2 separate regions of the Gossypium arboreum genome follow, and region 1 is linked to region 2. Evidence: chromatin contacts called from public Hi-C data. All regions are on one chromosome and are shown on one strand. The core of a region is the stretch at or near the end of the contact, and the rest is flanking DNA. Distances in the headings are between cores, read along the strand shown.

Region 1 (5,492 bases), core at 2,331-4,830, 670 kb before region 2:
TTAAAATTAGTTTTATTTTATAAACATTATTAATTCTATGTTATTTTATATATATATAATTTATATTTTTTATTTTTATTATTGTATGTATATTATCACCTTTAAATAGATATATTATGTTTTTAAAATATTTTTGTATGTTATTTGCTCCAAATCTCTTCTTTCACAATATTTATTTTAATATTTATTTACATATTCTTAGTTTTATTTTTATGTATGTAAATCATTTCAAACCCTATTATATGTTGTTCATTTGTAAATTTTCATATATTTAATAGTTTTTAAATTGTTTTATATCATATTGACTCTTAGATTCCATATTGTTTCATACATTATTATTTCATGTTGTCCATTAGTCACATATATTGTTATTTAAATTTTATTGTTATTTGTATTTCAAATTATATGTTCGTATCAATATCTTTATCATCAATTTGTATAGTGTTGTACTCACATATTATTGTTTTATGCTTGTAATTATGTTTTTATTTCTTATTATTGCATCATGATTCTAATTCCCATAGTTGCTCAATATCGATTGTCTTTTATCCTCAAACAAAGCAAATAAGTATATTTTTTATTCAGTTTTTTATAATTGTTTATTTGAAAATCTCACAAAACAAAGGCAATGACTGATGTTTGGGAATTCGAGGAATTGTGCCCTACCGTACTGAGTTTCAGTTTTTCGTTGGACTAAATAATTGAGCATCTTTTGTAATTTTCAACGCATCATTTTTTGGAAGTCGAAAATTAATCGAGATTTCGAAGGTATACAATGTCGTGTTCAATCGTCCTGGATGTGATGCTGTATTCCTTTGAAATAAACGAATTTTGACGACCAACTTGTGCTATTCAAAATGTTTTAAAAGGAACCATATTTCAAAATATTTTTAAAAGTTTTAGTTATAAGGACAGTACTTAATCAATTTGGTACCAATTTTTGGTGTAGTGAGGGTGCTAATCCTTCCTCATACGTAACCGACTCCCGAATCCCTTTTTTTTTAATTTTTCGTATGCCAAAATGGATTTAAATGAAATAAAGTGCTTTATTAGGTGATCCAATCACACCTAAACAAAAGGATTGGTGGCGACTCCACATTTTATTTTAAAAGTCGATCCTCGTTTTTCTCTAAAAATGGTTTCGACATTTATGTTTTTGAGAAATAAAATAAAAGATTAAATAAAAGAATTGCCTTTTTTTTAACTTGGTTTTTTTTTTGTTTGATATTCTATTGATCTCTTCTTTTTTTTCTTGTGTTACATGGTGGCTTTGGCTTTATAGCCGAATATTACAACATATTTTTCGTTTTGTTTTTTTGTTTTTTCTTTATCTTTGTTTCTATTCTTCTTCTGTTTCTCTGTCTCTATTCTTTGTTTTTTGCAGGTGGTGGTGATAAGGATGGGTATGGGTAACAGCTGAAGGCGTGCCTGCAGACGTGGCAGAGGCAACAGCACTAATTACTTTAGGGTTTTAGTTTTTCTGATTAATTTTAGGTTTTGGACTATTGGGCTTTGGGTTGTTGGGCTTTATGAATCTTGGGTTAGATGGTTTAGGTTAGTAAATTGGATTTGTGTGGTTTAGATTTGGGTTTGTATTTTGTAAATGGACCTCTCTTTTTCTAATGGACTTTTATTAATTTTCGTTTATCTATTTTTTTATTTTTTATTTTTTTGGTTTTTGATTTGGTTTGTTTAGGCGGATAAAAATGAGTCTCTACATATATAAGATAAATAAAACTAGTCTAAACTAAAAAAACTACTATAAATAAGAATTAAGATGATAAAAATAAATAAATAATATTTAATACAATGTAAATGGAGTTTTAAATTCCACAAAATTAAAAGATTAACAAATATCTTATAATTTCATTTCATTTTCTACTCAATTATTTAATTTACTCATTCCAATTAAATTAACCTTGTTTATTTCTTAGTTATACCAAGAAGCGCAATTACTCTAGGTGTTCTTGTGGTCTATCTTTTAATCCTAAATGTTTTCTATTCGTGAAGTAGTTTAAAATTTAACATGCATATCATTCAAAGTTATATAGCGAGGTGAATTGGATATATATATATATATATAATATGAGCTACAATAGCATATAATTATGTTATATGTGTATGACCGTTATAAAATATCCATAATTTTGTAAGGTTATATGTATATGACTATTTATCTATTAATTACATCCTTATTAAACATTAAATCAAATCACTAAAAGTATTATGATTGAACTTTAAATCTAATAATATTGTTATATGTGTATGACCATTATAAAATATCCATGCTCCTATAAAGTTATATTTGTTCACTTTAATATTTTTATCTCAAAGTTTCATTGTATCTTCAATAATGAAAATGATTGTCACTTATACCAAGAAATGACTCCATCATTTGTCTTATACAAATAACTTATGACGCTATTCTATTTTCATAAACTATATACTGTCTTTAAGGCGATACCTTTAATTCTTATGTGAGCTATGACTCTAGTTTCTATAAGCAACACTACATCATGTGAGTCATATACTTAATGTATAGATTTGGTGTCACAAATACATCAAAACATTTAAGTAAAAACACATTTAGCCATTTACTTAGTCAAGATTAAGGTAAGCATGAAATGAATATCACAAGTGAAATAATCTTTAAATTTATTTAAGATTAATTCATCCATAGTAGAATTTCAATGTGTTTTCAATTGAAATTAATATATTTATGTTTCTACTTGAGAGTTTGTCTTGTTCAAATAATGAAGACAAGCAATCTTTCCTCATGAAATTTTAGACAACATAGTAGCTAGCCCTTACATAAATCACTTGACAATCATGATTCCATGGGTTACGGAAGGCGCTGTGAGAGTGCTCATTTCTTCCTCACGCTTAATGAAAACTAAAATTTTAGTTTTAATAGGATTAATTATAATTTTATTAAAACTATGAATTCTAAATAAAAAAGATGGATAGTATTATTAGAGTAAATATATTAATAGATAGGAAATTTTAAGATTTATTGGTAATGGAGTATTAGGGTAAATAAATTTATGTGCGCAAGAGTTAGATTCATGAAGCGTTGCAGATAGGTGGTTTTGAGAAAGGAGGAGAATGCAGGGTGAGTAGATGACCGTTTCTTTTGGACAGAATGATGGTGCAATGCAAGGTTGAGTATATTCCACCAAGGTCATCGCCACGCTTCAAGGCCTTCTGGAAAGTGACGGACTAGTATCTTTGTTATACCTTGTACGCAACGTTGCATAGATTACCGGACTTTTGTTTTTTTGGTTTGGTCGTTCAAAGTCCAGTGTCATTGATTAAGATTAAAAAATGTTGAACTTTACCTCAAATCTTATGTGGATATAATTAAAGTGCCGTGCCAACCAAAACTTCCCCCAGTCGCACCATTGTTGGAAGTTTCCTATGGTGACTTAACATCAACCTCACACAAATTTAATTTGATTTGATTTTCCATTCAAAATTCACAATTATTTGAATTTTATAATTAATTTTTATATATTTAAACTGAGAAAAATAGCTTACAAACATTATATAATTAAATTAAAAATACAGCACATTAACCACTCGTTATTATCATTTCCCCTCTTTGTTATAGAAAAATAAGAACCAAATTTCCTTTCTTTTTGTCTGGTCCTGACGATTCTTGAGATTCCATCATGCTCTGACTTTTCCAATTGATATGGGATAGCTTCGTCAATTTTGTCCACATTCCAGCAGGTTGTTACCTTCAAATCTATGATCATACAGTACCACATCTTTTAAACTGCCAACTGCCTCAGAAACTCTCTCTCTCTCTCTCTCTCTCTCTCTCTCTGTGTATGATTCCATAATCTTCATTTTTAAGAATCATTCTTGAAACTCACTTTGAGAAACATCCAATGATCTCAGCACTTTCTCCTACTCAACTCTTGCTCCTCATCTTTATAACCATCTCCTGGATTTTTGCAACAGTTGAAGCTCAAAGCAATGTAAGCGTAGGTGGTTTTCTATCTGCCGATGGTACAAACACGGCATGGCGATCCCCCTCCGGTGATTTTGCCTTGGGTTTTTATGCCATTCCGGGCCAAGAACATCTCTTCCTTCTTGCAATTTGGTATGCTAGCATACCAGAGAGAACCATCGTCTGGTATGCTAATAATAGGGAGACTCCAGCAGTAGCAGCTCGAAATTCAAAGGTCGAGCTTACAGGGACTGGCCATCTTGTGCTTAAAGACCCTGGAAACAAAGAGTTGTGGAGGTCCCAAAGCCTCAATAATGATTCTCAAGTATCTCATGCAGCCATGCTTGATACAGGGAACTTTGTGATATCGAGTCAAAACTCAGGCAACATATGGGAAAGCTTCAAATATCCAACGGATACCATGTTACCCTCACAAGAATTGGATGTTAATCAGAGTCTTTCATCAGCTCTGGCTGAAGCAAACTACAGTAAGGGGAAATATCAACTTCGTTTCAACCAAGGATCTTTCATACTTAACCAAATTGATATGTTCACCAAAAAACCTTACAATAATTATTATAGTTTCGGGGACGGTTCTCGGTTGATCTTCAACGGCACGGGGCGTATTCAATTTCGGAATTCAAGTGGAAGTATAATCAACCTTGCACCAATAAACACTGTTCCGAAACCAGAATCATACTACTACAGGGCAACACTTGGTTTTGATGGAGTTTTTACTCTCTATTCTTATCCAAGGAACCCCAGTGCTGGTGGTAGAAGCTGGTCTGTCTTGTGGTTTAAGCCGGACGATATATGCTCGAGCTTTGTCGACAGTACAGCTAGACTTGGAACTGGACCATGCGGATATAACAGCATTTGTGAGCCTGTCAATGGGAGGCCTAATTGCACATGTCCCCCTGGATTTTCATTTTTGGATGAAAAGAATACACACATTGGCTGCAAACAAGATTATACAAGCTCCGCTGAAGATTGCAACCCAGACGGATCCACCGTAGAGGAAGATCGGTTTGAATTCAGGTCAATATTATTTGCAGATTTCCCTTTCAGTGACTATGGCATATTGCAGCCAGCAACTGAGTTCGAATGTAGGCAATCTTGCCTTCTTGACTGTACTTGTGCAGTTGCCATTTTACAGGATCCATCTTTAAGTCCAGATGGAACTGGAACTTGTTGGAAAAAGAAATTACCACTCTCAAATGGGCGGTTTAACAGAGTAGATATTGACAGAACAGCGCTATTTAAGGTACCAAAGTCAAATGCCTCTAGGAGAAGCCCTGACACCCCTAAACCAAGTGATGAAAATCAGAATGCTGCTATTTTGATCCTTTCAGTTCTCCTAGGTACCTCAGCAATCTTCAACTTCTCCTTTTTAGCTGCAATTGCCTTGATATTCTTTTGCTTATACCGAAGACGGCTACAACACTTGGATGGTGTTCATAGTCATAGCAGAGGAGATTTAGAGACTAATCTGCGTTCATTCACATACAAAGAGCTTGAACAAGCCACAAACGGATTC
Region 2 (5,545 bases), core at 2,729-5,228:
GATTGAAACTGTAGTATTGCAATGGTTTTTCATTCATAAGTTAAAAAAACAAATTTATATTTTTAACCAATTATAAAAAATTCAAATTTAGCCTTTTATTTATTTATTTAAATTCAATTTTGACTACTTTTGAAAATATTCTATGTTATTTAGTCAAAGATTTGTCATACTTTTCATCAACATCTTCACTTCTGTTGGTTACCTTTGCCTGCCTTCCTAGTCTTAATCAAAAGGATATTTTCAAAGCTACATAAGAGGACAAGATACCTACCAAATTTGATTAATTAGGATTTTCTTTTTGTGCAAAGCTCATTACTTCCTAGAGGTGTTCATGCCACCCGACTCGGTCGGCTCAGCCCATATTGGACTTGTCTTGGGTGCACTTTGGACCGGCCTGGTTTATTTTATTGTTTAAAAATAATATAAAAATAAAAAATATTACATACCTTAATAATTAAATTTAAATAAAAATTATATTTTGTATTGTTTTGGGTAAACTACCTTAGTTAGTGAACCAAACCATAATTAAATCCATATAATTTAGTTACCTAATTTTTAGGACGTTTTCATTTTAATTATTTAATTATTAAATTTTTAGTTATGTTTAATTATACATGTCACATTATGTTTACACTTCAATTTTGGCCACTCAAAAATATTTTTAAATTATTGATTAGGGCAAAAAATTTATCAAAGTGAAAAGGTAGTAAAATCTAAAATAATACATTAAAATTTATCAAATTGTACTAGTTTATCACATTGCGAAAATTCTAATTTTTCAATATTTAAATTTTAAATTTCAAAATATAAAATAAATTAAATAAATTTTTGAAAAATTTTATCCATTAGTAATGTTAACCAATTTGTGACTGTAATATTGAAATTAATTAAATTATTCTCCTTCTATGTTTCCATGTTATTGTTAATGAAATCAACTCGATAACTTTTATTTAATAGTTGTCTATGAAACTTAATTCTTTTATTATATAAACTCAAACCTTCCATACTAAGCAAAAAAATCATTGCAATTAATTATTGCTCTTCATTTGGGTAAAGAAATGATGAAAAAATTATGAGTTTTGTTTGATATGAAAGATAAAATTAATTAGTTTAATTATTGTAAGAATTTATTTTAACTTTTAGCTTAATATGAAAGACTCAAGATTATCAAAAGAAATTTGTATTTCATGTACAATTATTAAAGATGATTTGTTTGAGTTGATTTTAATTTGGAAACATTAAATAAAATTTTAAATTTAAAAGGAGATTAATTAATTTTAATATTATAGTAACAAATTGATTGATATGGGGATAAAATTTTTCAATAACTTATTTAATTGATTTTGATGTTTTGAAATTTAAAATTTCACTATTGAAAAAAATAGAACTTTTGGTATGGGGTAAACAAATACAATTTGACAAATTTTAAAGCATTATTTTAAATTTCTACCGATTTTCACTTTAGTCCTTATGTTTTTTTTTACACCAATCAATATTTTAAAAAATATATCAATTTGGGGTTGTCAAAATAAAAGCAGCTTAGAAGTTGGGTGACTAAGATGAAAGTGTAAACATGATGTGGCGTGTACAATTAACTGACATTAGAGATTTAACGGTTGATTAACTAAAATGAAAACATCCTAAAAGTTGAAAGACGAAATAGCAAAAATTTAATTTTGGGTAACCAAAATAAAAGCGTTCTAAAACTTGAGTGACCAACTTAGACAATTTACTTTTTTTTTTTTTTTAACAATGAAACAAGTCATTGTGCAAGCTTAGGCAAATCGAGCTCGATCTTGAATTTTTTTTAAAACCAAGCCTCGAATTTGTCTAGCCATGAATGCATCTAATACTACTTTTATCCCGTTAAATTTGTCACATTTTGACTTTCAATGATAAAAAATTGTCAATTTTCACCTCTTCTTGTTTAAAATTTATTTGGATAAAATAAAAATATATTACAATATAATTTTAATTTTTTGCAAAAATTTAACTAATTATATTTAAAATAATTAAAGTAAAAAAGCTTGACTTAAAAAAGCATCAACTGTAATATTTTTACTAGATAAAGAGAGCATGTAACTCTAAATGTCATCATTAATGATGATCACATGACATGAATTAACTAGGAATACCTGGACTAGAAAATAATGTAGATCCCTCAAGAAAAAACAAAACAAGGTAGATATTGGGTTTTGAACTCCAGACTGTTGGATTGTATCTTTTTTTATTTTGGTGAAAAATAGAAAAATACAAGAAATAAACTATGGCAACTAGCCTAACTCCCCAAACGAGAGTCTTACAAACATTCACAAATTTTAGCTTCCCGAGTGAGCCATAGTCTTACAAACATTCACAAATCTTAGCTTCCCAAGTGAGCCATTTTGGCAAGTTTATCAGCTTCTTGATTCTTTGCTCTGGGTATATAATAAATATTCCAGTGAGAAATCTGAGATAGTAGTTGAAGAATCCTCCTAATCAGAGCCGTATTGAACTTCTTGCAAAACTCTCCCGAAGGGCCATCATCACTTCAAGATTATCGTCTGAATTATCACATTATCCAAACCACAATCAATTAGGGTATTTAAACCATCCAATATGCCCCACAATTCGGCCTCAAATACTGAACAGCTTCCTAGAAACCTATTATAACCCCATTTCAATTTCTCACAACCCCTCATGTTGTTGCAGAATCATCCTCAAGCCTAATAGATCCATCTATATTTAAAAATATCCAACCTCCTGGCAAATTAAAGCACAAGGTCATCTTCCTCCCTGTATGTATTCAAATGACTATGATTGGTCTTCAAAACACGTTTGGCCCAACTATACGAGGCTCTGATAGTGCCAAAACTACTCCATGATGCATCTTGAAAAATAAAAGAGGTTACAATTCTTTTAGATCCACCAAATGATAATCCCGAAAATGCATCCCCAATCTCCCCAAAGCAAATATCATACTGATTATGCAAATTGGACATTAGCCATTCCTGTATGTTATTAGAGTAAAACTTGTTAAGCCGATCAGTGAGAATCAAGAGATTCCAAATATCTCTCACTGTCAGGCAGTCTCTTAAGACATGTAGCACATCTTGAGAGATATGTCCACAAACTCCACAAGCCGAACGATGCCCCAAACCCCGACGAACTCTTTCAACATTAGCAAGTAATCTCTATTTGAGTACTAGCCAAATGAAAACCTTACCCTTTGGGGACCTTTAAACTTTCAAGGGATCTTCCGTGCATCTTTCTTCAATTTCCATGATCCTTCTTTAATTTTCCCATAGGCGTTTTTAACAGAAAAAGGACCCGTCGATGAACCTCCCCAAATTATTCTGTCAACGCCTACTTCTAGATGTGGTGGGGGTATTCCCATAATTTTTCGTATGATTGTCTCAGGTACCCAAGTCCGAAATAAGCCAAGGTTCCAAGTACCATTCACTAAAACCATATCACTAAGCCAATAATCCAAATCAAGACTAGATTGTTCGGGAATCAGATTAACAAGGGGTCCTACATTGGGGATCTAGCGATCACGCCAACACCTAATATTTCTCTCATCCCCTACTGACCAAATCAAGTTTTCCCATATGAGAGGCCAAACCTTAGTAAGTGCTCTCCACATGAAAGTGCTTCTACTACGAGATAGATTTTCTGGTATTCCAACCGCCACTCCATACTTTACTCGTAAAACCTATACCTAAAGAGCGCTGGAATCAGTCATAATTCTAAAACCTAACTTCATGAAAAAAGTGTTGTGATCCTACAACTTTTGAAAACCAAGACCATCATGCTCTCAAGGTTGACAGACATCCTCCCAACCAACCAAAGCCACTTTCCCACTATTGGTTGAAGATCCCCAAACAAACTGACACACCATACGTTCAAGTTCCTCACAAAGTCCCTTGAAAATCAGCATAGACTGCATGAAATAGCTTAGAATCGCCATAAGAACCGGTTGTGCTAAGGTAGCCCTACCAGAAATAGATAAAGATTTTGCGTCCCAACCCTACAACTTACTCTAAACCTTGTCCACCACAAAGCGTAACGAACTGTTGGTAACTTTATCATGGAAAAAGGGAACTCCCAGATAACTTTCAAGATTATTCACTTTTCGAAAACCAAGAATACAACACAAGTTGCTTTCTAACACGTCACCCAAACCTTCTAAAAAGAAAACGTTTGTTTTGTGCGCATTAATCCTGTACCCTGAATAATCACAAAAACTATTTAGCACTTTCTTCAAGAGTGTAGCTTGATCTTCTTCAGCTTGACCAAACAGAATTAGATCATTTGCAAAAAAAAAAAAAAAAAAAAGGTGAGACAGAAGGGCCCGATCCAGATAAATGGATAGGTCTCCAACATCCAGAATTAATATTAGCCTGGACACTATGGCCAAGTCATTCCATGCACAGTACAAATAAGTAAGGGGAAAGTGGGCTCCCTTGACAGACCCCCCTAGACGACCTGAAAGTCAGAGTTGGCTTTCCATTCCACAAAATCTGTATAGCGGAGTTAGTGATAGCAGACATAATCACATTATAAAGGTAATTCGAAATACCTACTGTTTGGAGTGATGCATCAATAAACTCCCAACACACTTGATCGTAAGCTTTCTCCAAGTCAATCTTGATGGTCAACAGTTTTCTAGTCTTCTTCTTAATTTTCATGGAATGAAATACTTCCTGAGCAATAATACTATTTTCCGTAGTATTCCTTCCCGCAATAAACCCAGTCTCTTCTTGGCCAATAATTCTTGGGAACACCAACTTGAAACAATTAACAATGATTTTCATTACCAAGTTGTAAAGAACCGAGCACAAGCTAATCGGTTGAAATTGGGAAAAGCATTCTGGATTTGGAACCTTAGGAATGAAGACTATAGAATTATTCAGCTTTGGGTCAATTTTTTCACCGTTAAAACTATTTTTTACCCAAGTACAAATCGAATCCCCAATTTGCTCCCACTGACACTGAAAAATAGTGCATGGAATCCATCACTCCCAGCGCCTTCAGAGGACTCATCAAACATGGCGGATTTATTTCCTTGTTTGAGACTGGTTTGCTTAACATCTAAATTTCACCGTCTTCAAACTTCGGAAAAGAACTAGTGGGAAGCCCTCTCATTGACCCCGGATCTTCACCATATAACTTTTCTAAAAAACGAGTTGCCTCCTGTTGTAAATCCTCCTCATCAAAAATCCACTCCCCCTCGGCATTTCTTAAAGTCGTAATCCGATTTTGCTTTCTCCTTTTTAAGGTGTCCTTATGGAAGAATTTAGTATTACGGTCTCTCAACGAAAGCCAATCACACCGCACCTTTTGCTTCCAATGGAGTTCTTCATGATACAGAACATTTTCCAATTCCTCTCTAGTTTCCAATTCCAACTGAAATAAAGGATCAGACTGAGAGAAATTCATATTCCTCTGAATCCTATCTTTTAATGGTTACCATGTAACATGAACAAATTGGGAATAGAAGAGACTGTAAACATTAAATAGGGTACTTGCCAACCCTAATTTTATTTGTGAAGACTAAAAATTA

Evidence for each region. A called contact is a pair of places that touch in the nucleus more often than the background predicts.
Region 1: a contact with region 2 is called in a Hi-C map of leaf, with 4 times the contacts expected there. The contact joins the promoter of LOC108466361 here to the enhancer-like site in region 2. A contact is called at or near these places in 3 of 5 Hi-C or Micro-C datasets (all in leaf).

What each region holds. Positions count from the first base shown.
Region 1 is chr1:107,316,993-107,322,484 of ASM2569848v2, reverse strand. LOC108466361 (G-type lectin S-receptor-like serine/threonine-protein kinase LECRK4) reads left to right here and starts at 3,580. Exons shown (of 1, transcript XM_017766688.2): 1 at 3,580-5,492. The coding sequence starts at 3,894.
Region 2 is chr1:106,647,309-106,652,853 of ASM2569848v2, reverse strand. No RefSeq gene overlaps it. Among protein-coding and RNA genes, the nearest start is that of LOC108471938, 8.2 kb to the left of the region's middle. Within about 2 kb of position 3,978, at least 2 of the 2 cell types and tissues checked have an H3K27ac peak or open chromatin away from gene starts, as enhancers often do. A contact at or near this core is called in leaf, where this site is marked.